Linked DNA regions of Mus musculus: region 2 is linked to region 1. A link is a contact called in public HiChIP or PLAC-seq data. All regions are on one chromosome and are shown on one strand. Each heading gives the region's core, a stretch centred on a gene start, on an enhancer-like site or on the middle of the called end of the contact. The rest is flanking DNA. Distances are from core to core; before and after follow the strand shown. Region 1 has its middle 190 kb from the start of Nrg1. Region 2 has its middle 34 kb from the start of Gm26578.

Region 1 (4,132 bases), core at 413-2,912:
AAATGGTAGTAAGAGAAGCAGGGTGTTTGTTTGATTATTTGTTTGTTTGTTTGTTTTGCTTTGTTTTTTTTTTTTGTAAAATTTACTTTAATATAGTAGTTCATATCACCTAAATAGCACCCTATAGTGCACTTGACATTGAGAAAGCATCTGAAGTCAGACATTTATTGTATGAAGTCAAAGGCAAGAGGAAGGGCTCGTGGTTAGGAGCAAAGGTGAGGGACATGGGGGGTGGTGTGTGTGCCATGAACAGAATCAGAAGAATGCAGACAAAATAGTCACCAGGAAGTCATGAGTATAGGACAGAGAAAGGCTTAGAAGTCACAGTTGTGCATATTGGGGTCAGAGAGGAGCCTGCATTGCCCACCCCTCCTGGTAACTATAGCAACTGTCCTGAAACTGAGACTAATGGAGCAAACACAGCAGAGAACAGACAGAAGCTCAAGATGGGTGAAGTATTCCCAAGATGTCCAAACTCTGAAATGTGAGTTTAGGTCTAGATACATTCCATCTTCAAGTCCTGAACAGTCAGGATTTATTGAAATAATTTCATTTTAATTGTTAATTTTTAATTACATTTTAATTTTCAGTATAGGATCAAAGAATGCTACAAAGAAATATCCACTGAGGTTTCATGGAAACCTTACCCACCCCCACCCCCCACACCAGGGATTCTGGATGGGATTTTTTTTTTCTGTAAACAAATGACTTCATTTCTGGGTCTTTATAGAGAACATTAGGAATGCATGAGGAGACTGAGAGATGAACACATATTTTTATGATGTTTTCAAAAGTAGTGGAAAGATCATTTCTGAAACCTATTATTCGATAAGTTTGTGGTGGGTTTCTTAGTAAATTCTTAAAATGGTTTTTCTGTTTGGCCTCCTTTTGCAACGCTGGGCATCAGTCCCCAGGTTATATGCTAGGAAGAGCTTTAACCCTTAGCCATATCGCTTGCCCTTGGTTATTTGAGAGAGTGTCTTACTATGTAACACAGAATGGCCTCCAATTCTCAATCCACTTACCAGAATGAGCAAGCTGGAATACCTATTTATTTATGTCTTTGGGAGAATTTCTTGTTTTTAAAATAATTAAATTGATTTTTAAGTTAACATAATAAAACTAATGGGCTTCACCATGACATTTCAGTGTGGCTATGTCATAATATTTCATTTGATTTCATTTCCTTCCCTGTCCGTACTCTGGCGGTTTCTCTCCTGGCCCCCCAAAATGCTCTGCTCATTTTTGCTTCCTGTCACCTGTATTCTACTGCCTTGAAATGGAATTTCTTAAGTGATAAATACAACTGACTTGGGCCGGTTCTACATCTGGGTTGCCTCAGGCTGTTTGAAAGTTTCCTCCATTGAGCATCTGTTGACAAATTGGTTTTAACTGTAGTTGAGTTTCTGAGCTAATAGCCTGTACCATGAGGTTAATGAATTGGAATCAGAACAGAAGGTGTTCCTTGTTGTTGGAAGACGAGAGCAAACCTACCAAGACGGATTGCAATTCTTTTAAAAGACTTGTACTGTGGAAGTTCAGGATGAGAAAAATGTGTTTTTAATAGCAATAATTGTGAAAAAGACTGGAATTCTAGTCGACAACTCAGTATGATTCATACGTGGGAAAACACAGGCTAAGTTGGGATGGAATGTGTTTATCACAAGAAAGGATAGAGCCCCACCCCACCCCTGTGTACTGTCAAGTCTACCTGGTGAGTTCGGAATCAGCTTTGTTCCCAATTTTCAGTAGGCACTGGCAAACCATTAGTCATTCATACAAAGATGAGATTATTGGCGGGGGGTGGGGGGGTGGGGGTGGGGGCAGTTTTAAAAAAGGAATGCTGGGACTTCTAGGTTGGTCAGCTTGTCATTCATATAGGAAAACCACGTGTGATCAGAGCTGTGGTTTTCATGAGACAGCAGATATCATTGTAAATTAATTGAAGGAAAATGCATATTAGGCACAAGGGTCAAAGATCACCTTTCAGTCAGTTAATTGATGTGAGTGTTTGAAATATGAGGAGGAAATAGGAAAGGGCAATACAGAGTTGGTACAGAAAGTTTCTAGTTTAATGAAGCAAATAGGCAGTATTTATGGTGTGTGTTAATTTCCAGGAATCCATTTCTCTCTGCTGCATGCCTTCTTAACTGAAAGAAGCCAAGTAACACTTGTCTGTGTAAATCTCTAGGGGAACCAGGTCAGTACAGTACTCAGAATACCAATGCTCTCAAAGCCCTAAAATTGAATTACTTATTGTATTTGGCCAGAAAAGATTTTTTGGCCAATGTGAGAGCCCTTGAGAGATACTCACCTCACATGGATAAAAATGTGCATAAAAGAATGAAAAGAAACACTAAAGAGGCACAAAGACAGCTGGACTAGGATGGAATGGCATAGAGATTTGAACTGATGGAACGGCCTGCAGGTCAAATGCTTTAGAGAACCGTCCTTGAGACAAACATGATGGCCTGAGTGGAAGAGGGGAGACCTATCTTTCAAGCAAGATGACTGTTGTGCCAAGAGACAACACAGGAGTTGTCAGAAGCCAAGTGGCAGACTAATTTAAAATAAATGGTGCAGAGATGGGTTGTAAGGTGAAACAAAGGAAGGTTTTAGTGGGGCAAGCAGGAGGTTTAAGGAACACAAGGGCACGGAAGAGACACCTAAACACAAGGGCACCCTTGCTTTGTTATTTTAAAAAAGTATTTTTATTTAGATTATTTTATTTATTTACATTCCAGTTGTTTTCCCCTTCAGTCCCCCTCCCGTAGGTTCTCATCCCAATCCTCCTCCCCCTTGCCTCCTAGAGAGTGCTCCCTTCCCCACCAGGCCTTCCCTGGGGTCTCAAGTAAACAGATCTCCAACTAAGGCCAGACCAGGCAGACCTCTGCTACATATGGGCCAGGGGCCTTGGACCAGCCAATGTTTGCTCCTGGTTGGTCACTCCGTCTCTGGAAGCTCTCTGGAGTCTGGGTTAGTTGAGATTGCTGGTCTTCCTATGGGGTCATTCTCCTTTTAAGCTCCTTCAATCTTCCCCCTAATTCAACCTTAGGGGTCCCCGACTTCAGTCCAATGATGAAGCAGTTTTGCTTTGAGCATTCTCCCTCCATTGGGAGGAATGAAAGTCAATAAGGAGCTCTGAGAAGGTATGTATAGGTACCAGAAGCTGAAGGGAAAATAAAGAGCTACTTCTAGATTCTATGACTCATACCATAAAAAAATAAATAAATAGAATAGCATAAAAATATATAGAAAAGTTTTAGTAAAGTCCAAGTGTGGCTTGTTTGTGGCTAGTCTCTTGCAATGATAGTGGACATGGGAAAGGAAGAACAGATGTGAAATGCACAGAAGAGTCTGGCCACACAGGGCTTGAGTGTTGGATGAGATAGAGGGACTGATGTTTGGGGATAGGCATGGGTGCATGCCTGTAATCCCAGCACTCCAGAGTTGGAGGCAGGAGGTTCATGAGTTTGGGGCTAGTATGGGCTGCAAAGCAAGACCCTGTTTCAGAAACCTGAAAATTGAAAGCGCATCTTGATTGTATTTTGTCCTCTGGTTATAGAAATTCTAGTGGAAAGTGCACATTTGGGTTGGATCTAGGCATCTTCTAAGGGGTAGCTTATATAGCGAGGTGACTGAGCTTTCTGTCTCTGCTTTGTACAGGCAGGGGAAGAGAAAAAGGGTTGGAAGGATCCTGTTGCACATTATGGAGATGAAATTGATATTTATTGCCTCTCTTAAGAGTCAGGGATGTGTGCAGCATTTAAAAAATATTATTTAAACTATAACAACCCATATAAAAATAATAAACTTAAAAGGGGAGAAAAAAGTCATACATATGAATATTGCTGACTGTCTTGGTTGCTATAGTCTATGATAAAGCCCCTTTCCTGTAGATAAACAAACTCCTTGTGTGGAAGTCTGTGCCTTCTAAGACAAGGAGAGTGTTCAAGATAAAGAATGGGGAGCCTTCAGAGGAAGGCCTACTCTAGGAATGTGATCTGGGCATGAAAACTGTCAAGGTTAGACCCCGGGATCAAAGAGTATTTGCTCACACAGTAGACAGGGTCAGGGGGTCCTGTGGTCTCCGCCCTCTGTGACGATAGTGCCCTTATCACTTTGCTTTGCC
Region 2 (4,132 bases), core at 771-3,270, 250 kb before region 1:
AAAAGATATGGTAGAAGAGTTAGCTTCTTGTCTCCTTGGGAAAACATCCTTGTAAAGATAGCAAGGATTGAATTAAGTGGAATAGTTATGGTTTTATGAGAACACAAGAAAGAGATACTTCCTGTAAAATTGAACTTAGTCATCATGAGTTCTGGGGTGGGGGTGGGGGATCATTTTAGACTTATAGACAAGTTACAAAGATAAGGCAGAGTTCCTTTAATGTTACGTAATCCTATTATGTGCTCAAAAGAAGAAACAGGCCTGTTGGCCAAACTGGGGACCTGAGTTAGAGCTCACTACCTTCTAGCACTGAAGTGAGATAATTTAGAAAACTCCCCTGTGAACAGTAGGCTAAATCATAGCAACATACAAATGCCACCCGGGTACTCTCAGGCCACTCGAGGTGAAGGTCGCCCTCTCAGAATGTAGCTTTAAGCAGCTAAGCCTGAAGTCTATATTTTAAATTCTACTAGAGGAAATTCACAGACCAACAGTTTTCTCCATTAATTTAGTTAATCTCTGCAAATCTGCTATTTCTTTTGCGCATGGAACCAGGGATGGGACACGAGGATTCTTACTGACAAGACAAGCTTTGCACTATGCTGGCCCTCAGGCTTCTAAAGGAAGCCAAGTACCCTCAGCAGCGCTAACTGTAGGCTGGAAGCACCCCATTCCAGGCAGGACACAGCCTCTGAGTTCTTGCCCTCAGCGTGTGTTTGGTAAACCCACTCTGCAGATCAACATGAGAAGGTGACATCCTGTAAAGCACCTGTGCAGTCACAGAGCCTTCGCTAAGAGATGAAGAACTGAAACCTGGGTCTGGCTGGCTGGTCCCGAAGCCTGCAACTGTCAATTTCTTCACCTCCCCACCCCGTCAGAGGCTTCCTGATTCACTTTCCCGTATAGCCTTCCAGAATAAGCGCTTTCCAAATCATACTTGTTATGCAAAACTTCATTTCCCGTTTTATTCTAAAACTGTTTGCTTAGAATGCCAAAAGTTCTCCATGAATTACAGTGTTCTGTAAATCTATTAAAAAAAAAAAAAAAAAGACTTGGTTCTCTAAAGACCCCAGTTGCTTCCCACTCTTGTCCCTTAGGATCCCACCATCTTTGGATATTGTTCCTTTTGTCTGTTTTAGTGGCTTTTTAAAATAATTGACACCTCTTCAACCCTCATCCTTAAGAATTTCTATTTAAGAAGCTTTGTCCCTCTGGACTTTCCCGTGGAGGTAGACGTAAAATGGTCAGGCTCCTCTCTGTTCAGCTCTCTGAGGGCCATTGGTAATGGTGGGAGGCCAAACAATCTTTAAACACTCAGAAAGTGAATAGAAAGCCTCCCCCTTTCAATTGTAAAAAGGAATATTGTAGTGACATCAATTAACTAACCATCATTTGTATTGAACAACAAAAAAGTAGCTAAAATGGTAAAAAATTACCACCCCCAAATCCCAGTAATGTACTGGAATGAATATAAAGGAGATAAATCTTAGCACAATGATGTCATGTTTACCTGGCTTTCAAGTAAGAAGTGCATCAGAACTTGCAGAAAGAGAAAGGGGGAGGGAAGAACGGGAGGAAGAAGAGGAAAAGGAGGAGGAGGAGAGAGAGGAGGAAGAGAAAGAGAAGGAGGAAGAGAAAAAGGCGGAGAAGGAAGAGAAAGAGCAGGAGGAAGAGAAAGAGGAGGAGGAAGAGAAAGAGGAGGAAGAGAAAGAGGAGGATGAAGAGGAGGAGGAAGGAGAAGGAGAAGGAGAAGAAGAGGCAGCAGCAGCAGCAATTACAAGAAAAGAAAGAAAAAGCCCAAATATGACAATAATTTGCTAACTACATCTTCTGTCATATTTTTAAGGCTAGGTCACAGGTCTATAACAAATAAAGAATAAAATCTTGCTTTGACCACAGAAACGTTAAAGAGTTTTAAAGCTTACATCAACAGAGATTTGCTAGGCACCCTTAGGTGAACTCATCCCTGGGGCATGCATCCCAAGTAGACAGCCTGCCCAGAGGTCTGAGATGTCTTCATTGAGCTGAGCCAGAGGGTCTCTAATTGGGGACAGCTGTGGCCACAGCCCTAATTAGCCAGGCCTGTTGAACACTCATCCGAAGCTGTTGGCAACCTGGCCAGGACTTCATCCAGCGTGTTGTCATGGCGTGTTGCCTTTACACCTTGGCAGCATGACATTGATCTGTTAGGACTCTTTTATTCCTGTGTCCTCACTGAGGGGTTCTCGCATTTCAGTGAGCACAGCATAAGAGAGAGCTCTTTGGCCCTTGTGGCATGAGGTATGTATGACAGATGGGCAACCACGCAGTCTAAAGCATTTTTCATTTTTATCATAGCAATTTCAAGTATTCCACTTTCTTTTATTTTCCCATAAATCATCAAGGTTGCTGAGAAAATGCAGGAATTGTGCAGATCTCCTTTGCTCCCAGATTCTCTTTTGTGTTTGAAGTGAGTACAGAAATGATCTATCACGTGTTATAGTCCAGAATTCTTGGGGAAAAATATTATTAAATCCTTTAATTCAATCTTGAGGACATTTTTTTTAACCATAAAATATGAAGTTTTGCAAAGAATGGTTTTCATGCTTGGTCATTAAAAGCAAGGGCTCTAGGGTCCGGTTTGTATGTTCAGTTCGGGGATCGGGAGGGATGAGGCTTCAGAGTGGCAGCTGTGTGATGACAAGCAAGTTGCTCTTTTTCTCGGTTGCCATTTCTTCATCTTGGTATAAGGATAGTAACACTCCAGCCCAGAGATTTGTTATGTAACAAGAGGCAATGAGTATAAAGCTTAGACCTGAGCCTGGCACATAACAGATGTTCAATAAGCTATTACCATTCTAAGGGGATTTATTGTTGAAAGTACAAAGAGGAACTTATTTAACACCATTTCTTTTGCTTTGAAGTTGCTTTGAGGAATACTGTAATAGTATCTTCATGCATTTATTCTAAGTGAACTACTGGATGTTTTGAGCAGTTCTAGTTGTGAGGTGAGTTGTTCAGTACATACCTATAATCCCGGGTTGGCAACGCAGGAGGCTCGTGGCTTCAAGCTATAGAGAAGAGAAGGCTGGGTAATTGCAACAAGCATAACAACACCAATTTTAAGTATGAAAATTGCTCTTATCTGTAAATTCACATGCATTTTTTCCCATGGAGAAACGGCCAGTGTTATAAATCTCTTGTAGATGGAGATGTGATTCGACTTTTATAGTTCATTATAATAATTTAAAAATTATTGTAGCTGCTATGAAGTGAAATTTATATGACCTTTACTGATTCTCAGTTTACTGTCCCCTTCCCCTCTTTTTCCATCTCCTTCAAGCCTGGCACATGTGGCTTCATGGAAAAAATTGTGCTAAGTTCAGTAGTAGTCATCAGAAACTGCACACATGAAAGATCAAGCTGCAATTTCTTCACCAGCAGGTGGAAATGGCGAGCATCTACCTGTGTGATATCTAAACCAGGACTGCACAGAGGAGATGGAGTTGGATGCAAATGATACACTCAGGGATATGTGAGAGCACGGTTCATTTCAGGAGGTAGGAATAGATGCAAGCCACGTAGAGAGGACTCAGCTGATGGAATGGAATATCAGAGACCTGAAGGCAGAGGGATGGGAGTGACATGTAGGTGCTTCTGTAGCATGGAAGATGGCTTGGACACAGTGAGCAGATTCTGAGAGATGCTGAGTTAGGCATCTGTGAAAGGCGCAGGACAAAGGTCTTAGCTGACACAGGTCAACACACTCTAATAGCGATAACCACATATGGGAAGTTCAGAGGAACACAATGAATGCAGAGTCAAAACACTACACTTCATAATCTCCCACTTGGCTTTACATTTTAGTAGTGTTGTATATGACAGTGTCCTCTCACAAAATCTTGCCAAAGAGGGCCTTAACCACACATGTGTAGACCTACCTGAGGTGGATATCTATTGTCTGTCATCATCTCTTTCTACTCTATGGTTTGAAACAGGGTCTTAGTGAAGGGGAAGATCCCCAGTTTGTCTTGTCTAGCTGGCCACATAGTCAACTGTCTCCACCTCTCAGGCACTGGGATTAGAAGCATGTACTACTGTGCCTGGCTTTTTATACCTGTGTTCCCAACTCAATGTTCCCATTCTTGTGTGG

Evidence for each region. HiChIP or PLAC-seq counts read pairs in DNA pulled down with a chosen protein or histone mark.
Region 2: a CTCF HiChIP or PLAC-seq map of the NIH/3T3 cell line shows a contact between it and region 1, with 8 read pairs. The contact joins two enhancer-like sites. A contact is called at or near these places in 1 of 15 datasets of contacts at CTCF or cohesin (the NIH/3T3 cell line) and 3 of 484 Hi-C or Micro-C datasets (embryonic stem cells and nephron progenitors).

What each region holds. Positions count from the first base shown.
Region 1 is chr8:31,725,426-31,729,557 of GRCm38.p6, reverse strand. No RefSeq gene overlaps it. Among named protein-coding and RNA genes, the nearest start is that of Nrg1, 190 kb to the left of the region's middle. Within about 2 kb of position 1,662, at least 19 of the 459 cell types and tissues checked have an H3K27ac peak or open chromatin away from gene starts, as enhancers often do. A contact at or near this core is called in the NIH/3T3 cell line, where this site is marked.
Region 2 is chr8:31,973,884-31,978,015 of GRCm38.p6, reverse strand. It overlaps a transcript of Nrg1 not described here. Among named protein-coding and RNA genes, the nearest start is that of Gm26578, 34 kb to the left of the region's middle. Within about 2 kb of position 2,020, at least 17 of the 459 cell types and tissues checked have an H3K27ac peak or open chromatin away from gene starts, as enhancers often do. A contact at or near this core is called in the NIH/3T3 cell line, where this site is marked.